2 separate regions of the Macaca mulatta genome follow, and region 2 is linked to region 1. Evidence: chromatin contacts called from public Hi-C data. All regions are on one chromosome and are shown on one strand. The core of a region is the stretch at or near the end of the contact, and the rest is flanking DNA. Distances in the headings are between cores, read along the strand shown. Region 1 holds the start of LOC114672368. Region 2 holds the start of EED (embryonic ectoderm development).

Region 1 (2,700 bases), core at 88-2,587:
CAATGAGCTTTGTACCCTGAGGTAAAAGAGCGCAAAGAAAAAGGAGGATATTACAGGTGACTTCCAGGTTAGAAAAAAGTTCCGAGGAGTCAGCTCCTACGTTAGCGAATGGACGAATACTGTGTCGTGTAAGAGAAGCTGGTTCCTCAAAAGGTAACTGGCATAATTAAAACGTATCCAAACTCAAGCACCATCAAACATCATCTTGCCAATGTTTTTTAAGGGATGTATGTTATTTGTAAGTAAATTTATCAATCCATTTGGAATTCCAACAGTCTACGCTTAACACTCAAGCTTCTGAATTCAAGCCGCCAGAGTTAACAGTTCCGGGAACTGATAAGAGTATCAGCAAAAAGCCTTTTTCCAGCTCCCCATTTGAAAAGGTGGGGAGCAGAGTTGACAGTCACAAACTCACCCCAGTCAAAAGTACGGACAACACAATGATTAAATTCCACCAGAGGCAAATAAAAATCCCAACTTTCCAGAAAGCTTTCCCTACACCAAATTGAATCCTTTTACTTTCAATCTCACAAAGAAGGTAATCTGAAATAAAAGTCGGGTAAGTGGGTATGGTATTTAAAATAAAATGAGTCAAAAAAAACTACACTGAAGCTACTAAAGAGGCGATGAAAGGTAACCCAAACGCGGGAGGGAAGGTAGACGAGAAAGCCAGGAACGGATGGGAGAAGCAGCTAGTGGAGCAAAGGAAGTGGGGGATCACTTCAAGGGAGGCAGCCCGGAGGGATAACAGGGATTTGGGTGCAAGGAACCAGGCGTTTGCGGAAACCCGAAGAAGGCTGATGAAGAAACAATGGGGCTGGGCAGACGCTCAGGCGAGGGCGACAAGGCGGCACCGGACGGGTGGGAAGGGAGAGCAGAAGGCTGCAGTGGAGACGGGTAGGGGGTGCGAAGCCAGGTGGGGAGGCAAGTTGGTTGGGTATGATGGGGTGTGGTAGCGCACCGGACAGGAGGCGAGGGTCCCCTAGGAATAGGGAGGGGACTGGCTTGTCAGATTTTGAGATGGGGAGCGGAGGCCGTGAAGGCAGGTGTGATGGAAGCAAAAGAACACAGCCCAACGGGCACAGGACCCGCCGTGCCAGAGAAGACGCAGGGAGGGAAGAGGCAGCAGACGGGGGAAAGAAAAGAGAGGGAGAGAAGGACGCGGGTCGCGCGGGCGCCTGGGAGGGGGGCCGCGGTCGGTTTCACTCACAGTCCAGGTGCTTTTTCTTGGGCCCCATGATCTCGTGGGTCGTGGCCTTGCATACTGTCTTGGATACGGCAGAGCCCGTGACACTGTGCTGGGCGGCAGTGATTCGGTCCGTCAGGCTCTGGCCGGACATCTCTGCAGTTCCTCCACCACCCCACCCGCTCAGCAGCCGGCGGGGACTGGGACCCCCAAGAGCCGGAGGGTCCCCACCCCCCACCGCACCCCCTACCCCCACCGGCTCCTTCCCCGCCTGCCGGCCTGGGGCGCGGTTCGGGGCCGCGCGCTGCCACCCAGTCCAGAGAGAACCGGCTTGTATCACCCGCGGAGTCGGACAAGATGTCGGGCACTCCCTTGCCCCCGCCTCAGTTCAGCCCACCCCTTCCCTGGTCAGCTGGAGCCGGGCAGGGTAAGAGGGACAGGCAGCTGCAGGAAAATGGCGGCGCCAGGCTCCTCCTCGGAGCTTTCCGGGCTGCCCCCGGGTCACGTGACTCGGACACCGCCCCTCCTCCCTTCTCCCGCCCCTTTCCCCTTCCCTTTCCTCTTCGACGCCCGCCCTCCCTCGCTCAACGAGGGAAGAGCGGGGCGGCGCCCGCGCGTTACGTGATGGAACTCGCCAGGCAGGCGCAACAGGAGGTCCGCCCGAGGGGAGTGCGCAGCTGGCGCGTCACGTGACTCTCCCTGCCAACAGGTCGCCTGAGGCTCGGCCCGCGGGGTCACAGACGGGGGGCGGGGCGGGAGAGGAATGGCGAGGGTGGCGTGCTGGGGGCGGGGCGGCAGGCTTCTCCACTTACCCCCAACTCAAGTGTGTCCTCGTGTCTGTGGTTGAAACCAACAGCCTGACAAAGGAGGTGCCGCTGCCGTCACAGCTTCCCCTGAAGTCGGGGGTATTAGGCCTCTGGCTCCCCGAGCTTTCCTAGCAGAGTCAAGAAATGTATTTCGAGACGCCTCCCAAAGCCGCCCTCCTGGCTTAAAGGAGAAGGTTCCAGGCGGCCTATTTTCTGAACCTGCCAGCAGGCCTCTCTCTACCGTGGAACTATTGAAGCTCTCCTTATTTACTTACCCCAGAAAGGTTTTTTTTACCCCCTTTCCTTGGGAGGCTTGGAAATGTCACCTGGTTTTGTTTATCTCTACTCCGAAAACCCGACACGTTGCTGCCATTCTAAATTTAGATACTAGCTGGCCCGTATTCATTCTCTAGGGTGTGGAATAGGACAGGAAACACATAGCTTCACTGGAATTTGAAAAGGGAAGTGGTAGGATGATGTCAACAGCGATTAGCTTGACCCTACATGGCTGACTGCTGTGGTGATTAAAGGTCCAGACCATAGAAGGAAGTGAGAGGGGCGGTAAATGGAGAAGTCCTATTCAAATAGTCCAGACATCGCTGCCTGCCATCTCTCTTGGTTTAGTCTTTCTTTCCTTGGCCTCTTTTCTCTTATTGGGTGAGCCAGATTTCCATGGAAAGACGTTGACACTGCCCTGTGGACATTTTA
Region 2 (2,822 bases), core at 199-2,698, 170 kb after region 1:
TGATGTCCTGGTTATAAAGTTATCATGCAGAAATAATTCATGTATACTGGAATTTTATGGATGGTGCACTCTAGGTGGGTAATGACGTCTAAAAGAGAAAAGATATACAACATCAAGTAGGTGCCCAAGAAATGGTAGGTCCCTGCCTACCTCCTCATTTTTACAGATGAGGACATTTTTACAGAAGCCCGAATAGATAAGTAGTCACAATCATGTTCTAAGAAAAAAAAAAGGGGGGTGGCGGATGCCGTATTTTATTTTTCATCATTCTCCGTTTCCTGCTGCTCATTCAGTTATGGTTTCATGGCCCATATAATAATTCCACAAGGCTCACCAATGTTATCTGCCACCTGGTAGAGAATAGATATAGTAACAGAGGCAAATATTTTGGTGAAGTATAACAGTTGTGTTGCCTTCTAGAATTTCATTGTATCTAATGTGCAAAAACAAACAAAACATTGTCGGTTAAGTCTCACAGTCTCATAATAGTTGGAGATGAGCACTGATTCTTAGGCCTTGGCGCAGTTCAGGGCCTATCATACTTTAGCAGCTAAAAAGAGCACTTCGGCTGTAACTCATTGGAATCTAGCTTCGTAATTTTCGGATATTTCTATTTAAGTCTTAACCATTAATGGCAGCAACTGGGAAGGATAATCATTCATTACAATAAATAGTCAACAGAATAAATATCCGACAAGAATTTATGAAACGTCTAGAGTATAATCTGCAGCGCTTTGAAATCCACCCTGGGATTCGGAAACCGGGGAGAAAACTACCTGGTTCAGCAAACGAGAATTCAAACAGAGGAGGGGCTTGGAGGAGGCGGGTCTCCACGAACCCAGCGCAAGAGTACGCCACGGCGCCTGCGCATCCCCTGAAGGGTACTTTCCATTCGCCAGATGGGGGAAGTCAGGGGGAAGCAGGTTACTGTTTTTGTATTTCTATCTTCAAGGAAGAATTAGATTATGAATAGTTCTGTGAATTGTCAGGAAGCGCTATCATCCAAGTCCAAGATTAAGGAAACGTGGCATGCACAGCTAAAGCAAGAGGTGACGTCTTGTATCTTCCCCCATTTCCTGGGACATTGGTGGTGTAGCCCATTCCACAGACTTTCGCTCCCTAGCAGCGGGTCGGAGATCGAAGGAACGGGCCAATTGCGGCTGAAACGTCTTTGGAAGGAGGAAGGGGGTGAGGGAGCATCCCTTTGAGTTTCGCCTCTTCCCGAGGCGGTGGTGGGAAGGGAGACATACTTAATACTGCCCTCTTAATCCAACGGATCTTACATCGTGTAGACTGCCGGGAGGGCGGCGGGAAAAGGGCAAGACGGGAATTGGGGAAGGGAACGAGCCAGGAAGCCGCGCGGGAGGGCGCGCGCGCGCGCCCCTTTTTCAGCAGTGTGGCGGGGTCGCACGCACGCCCGCCTCGGCGGCTGGGCGCGATTTGCGACAGTGGGGGGGGCGGTGGAGGTGGCGGCGGCAGCGGCAACTTTGCGGCAAGCTCGGGCCGGGCTTGCTTGACGGCGGTGTGGCGGAGGCCCCGCCCCAGGCGGCAGGAACCTGGAGGGAGGCGGAGGAATATGTCCGAGAGGGAAGTGTCGACTGCGCCGGCGGGAACAGACATGCCTGCGGCGAAGAAGCAGAAGCTGAGCAGTGACGAGAACAGCAACCCAGACCTCTCTGGAGACGAGAATGTAAGTGCAGCTCCTGGCAGTTAAGAGACTCCGGAGTAAAAGTTTTAAATTCTTTTAAAACGGGGGGCGCGGGGACGAGCGGGCTGCTGTGGGGGGGAGGGAGAGGTGTCACTCAGGAAAACGCGGGCGTGCGGGAGAAAATCGAAATTGTCTACGGGGATTTTGATGTGGGGCCGAGAGCAAACAGAAACTAGGCGAAGGAGAGTGGTTCTAGTGTTTGCCTGGGTCTGAGAGGTCTGCCCTGAAATCAGTTTGCTTGTGATGGGGAGTGTTTTGGCCTTTGGGGAGATTTAAGGGGAGAGTGCGGGTCTGAGATTCTAATAGTTTAAAAGGCAAGTTAGAGACTTTTCTAAGAAAGTTGGAAGGATGGGGCAGAGTTAGAGACCCTGTTAAAGGAGCGTTAAGGGTTGTCACTCTAAGACCCTTGTGGAATTTTCAGGTTGGAAAGAGATCTTCGATTTGCGGAGTTTGGGGGACTTTATTAAAGGGGGTTTTGTGTCCGCCTCCGTCCTGTCCGCGGAGACCGGGTGCGCCTGAAGGTCGCCTTTTCTGTAGGAGGAGCCGAATTGAGAGGATCGATTTTTGATTTGGGGGTGGGGAGTGACTACTTTTGAGGAAGGAGTAAGAGTGGGCGATTTCTTCTTTGAACGTTTTTACTTAAGATAAAGGGGGGGGGGGGGCGACCTGGAAGAATTTAGGCAACAGTGGTATAGGCAGATGTATTTAAGGATGGGCTCCTGGCTTCGCCAAGTGCGAGATGTTTTACAATCAGATTTTTTTTAAGTTCTGAAATGGATATTCGTAATCATTCGGTACCAACATTTAACCCAACTGGGTTTTAGTTGACTCACCAGTAAGAGCCGAATTGACATAAATAAGCTTTCAGTTTCATGTTTTAGGTTGATAACCAGTAGGGTCAACGAAATATCTTGACAATTTATTCAAAGATATTACTCCAAAAGGTGATTCTCCTTCTCATGATATATGACAACTTGTGACTATCTTAAAAATCCTTAAAATGTTTCAGAGAGTGGCGTTAAGTTCTTCATTTTCTCAGTTTGGCTAGTTTTAGGAATAAATGTTACATCTTCCACATTCAGTTTCTAAATTCTATGTCATAATTCCTAGCTGG

The links. Hi-C and Micro-C count contacts between places; a contact is called where the count stands out from the background.
Region 2: a contact with region 1 is called in a Hi-C map of fetal cortical plate, with 2.1 times the contacts expected there. The contact joins the promoter of EED here to the promoter of LOC114672368 in region 1. A contact is called at or near these places in 2 of 14 Hi-C or Micro-C datasets (fetal cortex germinal zone and fetal cortical plate).

The regions. Positions count from the first base shown.
Region 1 is chr14:86,668,025-86,670,724 of T2T-MMU8v2.0, forward strand. LOC114672368 reads left to right here and starts at 1,338. Exons shown (of 3, transcript XM_077964165.1): 1 at 1,338-1,840. The coding sequence starts at 1,544. PICALM (phosphatidylinositol binding clathrin assembly protein) reads right to left here and starts at 1,442. Exons shown (of 20, transcript NM_001266499.1): 1 at 1,211-1,442. The coding sequence starts at 1,340.
Region 2 is chr14:86,839,254-86,842,075 of T2T-MMU8v2.0, forward strand. It overlaps EED (embryonic ectoderm development), which reads left to right and starts at 1,449. Exons shown (of 12, transcript NM_001261266.2): 1 at 1,449-1,690. The coding sequence starts at 1,577.